2 separate regions of the Rattus norvegicus genome follow, and region 1 is linked to region 2. A link is a contact called in public Hi-C data. All regions are on one chromosome and are shown on one strand. The core of a region is the stretch at or near the end of the contact, and the rest is flanking DNA. Distances in the headings are between cores, read along the strand shown. Region 1 has its middle 20 kb from the start of Aarsd1. Region 2 holds the start of Psme3 (proteasome activator subunit 3).

The links. A called contact is a pair of places that touch in the nucleus more often than the background predicts.
Region 1: a Hi-C map of the A7r5 cell line shows a contact between it and region 2, with 4 times the contacts expected there. The contact joins the enhancer-like site here to the promoter of Psme3 in region 2. A contact is called at or near these places in 11 of 12 Hi-C or Micro-C datasets (the A7r5 cell line, the Rat2 cell line, Schwann cells and 6 more) and 1 of 1 datasets of contacts at active chromatin or transcription factors (oligodendrocytes).

Annotation. Positions count from the first base shown.
Region 1 is chr10:86,831,910-86,835,211 of GRCr8, reverse strand. No RefSeq gene overlaps it. Among named protein-coding and RNA genes, the nearest start is that of Aarsd1, 20 kb to the left of the region's middle. Within about 2 kb of position 1,376, at least 5 of the 93 cell types and tissues checked have an H3K27ac peak or open chromatin away from gene starts, as enhancers often do. A contact at or near this core is called in the A7r5 cell line, where this site is marked.
Region 2 is chr10:86,756,139-86,759,614 of GRCr8, reverse strand. Psme3 (proteasome activator subunit 3) reads right to left here and starts at 1,682. Exons shown (of 11, transcript NM_001011894.1): 1 at 1,441-1,682; 2 at 713-745; 3 at 542-604; 4 at 214-318. The coding sequence starts at 1,482.

The sequences.
Region 1 (3,302 bases), core at 127-2,626, 76 kb before region 2:
TTACCTAAACCTAGGAGTCCAAGATTTGGCTAACGTAGTAAGACCTGTCTCGAAACAAAACAAATCTTGAGGATGTGATGCTTGCTTAGTGTTAGATTGTGTGATTAGGATACACAGGGCACTCAGCTTCCTATCTCCACTGAAGCAGTCAATTAGACAAACCAAAACCAAACACAAAACACACCTGTTTGATCTTCATTAAGACCCCTGTGAGGTAGGTCCTATTGTTACCCACATTTCACAGGCAAGGTTACCATACCCAAGAGAGAAGGAGTTTGCCTGAGAGTGTCTGCTCCCTCTCCCCACCCCCCTTCCCTTCTTTCTGAAGCAGGATATTCCATATCTAGCCCAGACTGGTCCGGAACTTGCAGTGATCCCCCGGCTTCCATCTCCCTCGTGCTGAGACTGCAGATGTGTACCAGCGTGCTTTGAGGCACACCTCTGACCAGCAGCCTGGTTCCTAAGCCCGTCGCTGAGCCACTGGGTCATCTGACGGCTCAATAAAGTACTTTACAGGAAGACAGGCTACCATGGCTTGCATCTTTCCTATCCTGTAAAGTATCGTCACTTCTTCCAGGTCAAATAAACAATTTGGGGCCTTGAGGCTGTTGGGCAATTCTGGCAGGAAAAATACCTGGGTCAAGCTATGGCTGTGAAAATTTCCAATCTAACGTTGCCATGAAGTCTCTCATTCGGGGCAGGCACGCACACAGTGCTGTTAACGGAGAAGTCAGGGTTCCTTGTGTTCAGTCCTTGCACATGAGGAGGCCTAAGGACAATTTCAGGTGTCTTCTTCCTCTATTTCTCTCTACCTTAGTCCCATGAGACAGTCTCTCTCTCTCTCTCTCTCTCTCTCTCTCTCTCTCTCTCTCTCTCTCGCACAGCCATGTAGAGCTGTTTTACATGGGTGTTAGGGATTCGAACTCAGGTCCTCGGTTTATGCAGCAAATGCTCTCTTAACCTCTAGGCTATCTTCCTGTGCTCCAGGAATCAATCTTTATGGGACTCTAAAGGTAAGGCTGTTTCCCTATACCTCTTCCTGAGCCTGTTTTCCTTCCTTGTTTCTGTAACCCTGGTTAACAGATAGTATTAAGCGATCCTAACGGTCCACTTTTGATGCCTCTGCTGTGGATATCTTGAAGGTTTCTACTCCGCTTAGAAAGTCTGAAAAACCATCATCGTGGCAAAGTTCAGGCCCTTGGCTTCCTCACTGACTGTGTTGTGATCCAAGCGAGTGAGCTCGTCCGGAATTTCGTACAAAGCTTTGCGTTTCTTCTGCTTTTTCAGCTGCTTGCCGACCTCAGGATCCTTCAATAAAATCAGTCCCAAGAACCCATCCCTTGTGATAGAACAGCAGAGGGCGCTGTGGGCCCGTTCTTGCCGACGCCTCTGGCAGCTGCAGGGAAGGCCCAGGAATATATATATATATCTCAGTTTGGTACACAGCCTGGCCGATGAAGCTGGCCTGGACCCCATCTCCAAATTAATTAACTAATTAAATAAGAGAAATAACGAGGATAACAGAACCCTTGTCCAGTTAGACAGGCATGGTTTCCTGGTCCCTAGGATGTGGAACATAAAGAGAGTTCTAAAACACAAGCAGAATAAACAAGGAATGGCTTGTAGCCTTCTGGAAATTATCCCCCGCCTCCCACTCTGAGTGTGCATGTGTACATAAGCATACATGTTCCTGTGCGTGCTGCTACACGTGTGTGCTCAGGGCCTCATGCTGACAGGGCACTTTATGGACTGAACCATCTCCCAGCCTCCCTCCATCTTTTTTTTTTTCAGAGGGAGCCTTGCTATATTGCCCAGCCTGGCCTTGACTTCCTGGACTCCGCTGTCTTCCTGCCTGGGCAACCCGAACAATCAGGGCTCCAGATGTGTGTTGCTTAGCGTGCCACCATTGTTTCTATTTTTGGAGTTCCAGACTTTCCCCAAACTTTATTTTTGGTGCCTGGGACACTGAGCTGCGGAGCTGCGGCAGAGTCACCCTCACAGTGCGGATGCATGAATATTTTATGCCTTTGCTCCTTTATCGCCATCATCTAGTGAGCTCAGAGGCCTCAAATATTGCCTGCTCCTGGAGCAATTCACTTGTCTTCTCAGTTGCCAATGCTCCTTTGGGTTCTTTTGTGTCCATTTGATAGATACTTTTTGTTTGTTTGTTTGTTTGTTTTTGAGATAGGGTTTCTTCGTGTAGCCCTGGCTGTCCTGGTACTGGCTCTGTAGACCAGGCTGGTTTTGAACTCAGAGACCCACCTGCCTGTTCGCTCCCTGTCCCATCCCCCAAGTGCTGGGATTAAGTAAAGGCTGTGCCACCACTACCTGGCTTCTGGGTTCGATTTATTTATCTTTATTTTCTGCACTTTGACTGTCTATATGTCTACATGAAGGTGTTGGATCCCCTGGAACAGGAATTACAGAGGGTTGTGAGCCGCCATGTGGGCACTGGGAACTGAACTCAGGTCCTCTGGAAGAGTAGCCAGTGCTCTTAACCACTGGCCATCTGTCCAGCCCTTTCCAGACTTTTTTTTTTTTCTTTTCTTTTTTTCGGAGCTGGGGACCGAACCCAGGGGGCCTTGCGCTTGCTAGGCAAGTGCTCTACCACTGAGCTAAATCCCCAACCCCCCCCCCTTTTTTTAAGATATATTTTATGTACATGAATACACTGTTGCTGTTTTCAGACCCATCAGAAGAGGACATCAGATCCCATTACAGATGGTTGTGAGCCACCATGTGGTTGCTGGAAATTGAACTCAGGACTTCGGTCAGTGCTCTTAACCGCTGAGCCATCTCTCCAGCCCTCTGATTTCTTTTTTTTCCCTTTTTTCTTTTTTTCGGAGCTGGGGATCGAACCCAGGGCCTTGCGCTTGCTAGGCAAGCGCTCTACCACTGAGCTAAATCCCCAACCCCAACTGATTTCTTTTTAAATGGAGGTTTGAGTGTCACTGTCCTGTATGATCCTGAATGTGTGTGTGTGTGTGTGTGTGTGTGTGTGTGTGTGTGTGTGTGTGTGTGTGTGTGTGTTTGTGTGTGTGTGACATGTACTTGCCCCCACTGGGGGGTCACATGGGCATGTGTGGGCATGGAGGTCAAAGGTCCCTATGTCTTGTCTTCCTTTATTGTTCTCCACTTTTTTCTGGATAGAGCATCAAAAAAAAAAAAAAAAAAAAAAAAAAACAAGTGTCTGTTGTGACAACAAATACAGAGGTATACCTACTCTGCCTCTTAAGTGCTGGGAATAAATGCCTGCTGCTTCTCTTCCTCCTTCCCCCTTGTATTTGCTTTTATTTTATATA
Region 2 (3,476 bases), core at 433-2,932:
CTAATTAAAACCTGGGTTAAGAACTAGAGCAGCACTAACGTACTCACCTCGCCCAAAACGAAGCGAATGGTCCAAAAAGTAGTATAGTATGCTAGAGTCACCACACCTCAAACAGAACCCAGATCCCACAGGCAAATCCCACATCTCCGTACGTCCCCAAGCTTACCAAAAAACAAAATACTAAGAACACAAACATAAATGCAAGACACTCACACCATCCAGTCCATCGTGGCTATTGGTGAGGAGAATGGGGTCAGGGACTGGGAGATTCATGTCTGAGTGGATCTGAGTTAGGTCATGGATATTTAGAATTGGTTCCTGAAAGAGAGGCATTCACCCCAAAACAGTATTAGTGTTAAGTTTAAAAAGAAAAGAAAGAAAAGAAAAGAAAAGGAGAGAGACGGGGGATAGGAGTATTTCTTGTAAAAGCAAACGAATCCTTTACAGTACACAAGGGAACAGAATCAACACACAGTCTGCCCCCTCTGTCAGAAAGACAGGAACCAAAGAAGTAATTTAAAGAAATAAAAGCGTCTCTCACCTTCAAAAAACTATCAAGTTCTAATAACTTCTTTGGGAAAAAATTTGCCACCAAGTCTTCTGCCTAGGCAGAGAAAATACACCTGAATTAATAAACTCCCTATGGATATCTTTTTGGGAAACCCCAAGCTATTAACCAATGCCCCTTTTCTCTTTTACAACCAGCACTCACCTCACTTGTGATCCGCTCCCTGAAAGAATCAACCTAGAATTAACAAAGAGAGCAATTCAATACCTAGTGATACAAGGGTGTGGATGGGGAACCCCAAATCCAGCTGTCTCGCCCTCACCTTGAAATTATAATTAGAAGGTGAGAGGCCCCCGGACTGCAAATATTTCATTTTTTTGAGGATCCATTTCTCCATCTTGGGAGAAGATGTTGGGGTTGCAGGCCGGCACCTGTCAGTTCTACCCCTTCTCTCCCTTTCCACCCACCCCTCACCCCCCTTGGTCCCTCCCTCCGTGTTGTCTGAAACCCTCTCAATTTCATAGGCAGACAAAAGCCAGACTGGAAGAAGTGAGCTCACAAACGTGCCAACTCCCCCCCAGACCTGGCCTATCATACGCAGTAGGCCAGCCTCAAGGGCAGGGTCAGTGGCAGGGTCGGGGGCGGGGACGTTCCTGGGCCCGGGATTTCCACCTGTCACTAGCCTAAAGCACTGAGTCTAACACGTGTCCAAGGAGGAGTCACTGGTGCACTCCATCACCAGAAGCAGGGCAGAAAGCCACCCTATATCGTCCTCTCCAATGCCGTCTCCAGGCGTGGGGGGCTGGGTTGAGCCAGGCGGAAGCTCATACCTGGTGTCCCCAGGGAGACAAAGACGACATGGGGAGTGGGGAGCAGATCCGACTGCTGGGGGTTCGAAAGGAGGGATGAGGAGGCCGGAGCTGTGCCGCTACCTTGAGCTTCACTTCCTGATCCACCTTCAGCAACGAGGCCATGGCCGGGCTGGACCGCGTCCGCTCCGCTGGGTGCCGGAGGTGCTGTGGGCTCCGGGGAGGGCACCGGAGGGGCCTGAGGAATCTCCGCTGCCCTCGGGACCCGGGCGCCCTCGCTGGCTTGCTCACCGCTTGCTCGTTCCCTCCCTCCGTGCCGGCCGGCCACCCGCCCGCCTGCTGCCGGGTAGCTCTCTCGCTCGCCCTCCCGGCTTTCGCCGCTCACGCCGGAAGTTGCGTCACAGCCAATCGCCCGGACTCCTGGGGAGGATGAGCACGTGCCCTGCGCAGCCGCTGTGATGCTCAACTCTACAGGTTCTCGGAGGGGCTAATGGAGCTCCAGGCCTTGTGACCTGTGGTGGCAAACCTAGGACAGGGATGCTGAGACCCAAATCTCCCGGGGACTCAAGAGTGATGTGTCTTATTGTCCCGGAACTCGACTTCACCGTGGTACCTCACGTGCCACTGCTTCTGGAAGAGTAGGCGTCGCGCCCTAGTGACGTCGGCTGGAGAAGCCCGCGGCCCGGGTCCCTAGTTTAAGGTTCCGGGCTGTGACTACTGATTCCCGCCACCCATCCCTTACTCCTGACGACTAGTCTCAAACACAAGACAAGTTCCATTGCACCGAGCTTTCCTGGTACAGTTATCATAAACGTGCAGACCTCAGATATCAAGTATCTAAGGGGCAAATTCACTCTCAAAAGAGGATAGTGGCTTATCTTAAGAGACAACACATTGTTTTCAATGACTTCATTAGACTTAAGTTTTCAGTTCTAGGGGGAAGTGGTTACCATTTTCCCACTGGAAGTCCGAGACAGCAATCTCCTCTTTCAACAGTTTATTCGGTGTATCTTTTCCTATTGGTTATTCCATGCAATAAAATGGAGTAGGGGGATGTGCTAGACCCCAGAACAGTTTTCTGGAGAGACTAGAAATGTGCGCATCATGTATGTAGGGTGAGGTCTTCTAGCAGACGCATTAAAAAAATAACTTTAGCCAGTGTTAATTTACATATTACAATACAGTCAGCCCCTCGTGTCTGGATTTCCAATTCACCGCATCAACCAACTAAATGGGAAATATTCAGGAAAGCTTGAGCTACCAGGAGCTAAAAGGTGGACATAGTGGGTATTAAAGGCACTCGCCTCTAAGCCGACCGACGTTAATTCAATCCTTAGACACGTATGGTGTGACAGCCAATCCCTGCAAGTTGCCCTCTGACCTCTGTGCACACATAAGAAAATAAGTAAGCCCATCCAGAGTAAATGATAATGGTTTTAAATGCCTGAGCTTCAAAGTAAGGCCATATATAAATTGTCACAAAACAACCAAAAACAGAAAATGTGATACACTGTAGTACTCAATAGCCGGCAGAACCAGTGACTCTTCTATGGAAAACAACAGTTCTGGGGTACAGAAAGTGAACAATCTGCTTAAAGTTTCTGGTTGCCACTGGTGCTTCACACTGGAAAAACACCAGAAAATAAAGTGACCAAAATGCAAATGGGAGCAAAGAAATGGCAGGCAGACAATAGCAGGGATCTAAGATAGTCTTCCCACTTATTCCAGTGCAAATACCCTCCTCCCACCCTTCTCCTCTACTCACTTATAAATAAGTACACTCTAGCTGTCTTCAGACACACCAGAAGAGGGCATCAGACCTCATTCCAGATGGTTGTGAGCCACCATGTGATTGCTGGGAATCGAACTTAGGACCTCTGGAAGAGCAATCAGTGCTCTTAACCCCTGAGCCATCTTCACACTACTTTCTGTTAACACTAGTCTCTAGATACTTAACATCAGAATTCTCTCCCAAATTAGCTTCCTTGTACTGTCAGTGGGCCACTCTTCTGTGTGTCTTTCAGAATTCTACCTTCAAAACTAGTGTTCGTGCTTATTGAAATAATGGCTTCATTCTCAGAAAAGAACTTGCTTTGTCTTCAGATACACACTGTAAGAAGAAAGATACACCTTTTCCTCCTCCCTTCTCTAAATGTTCC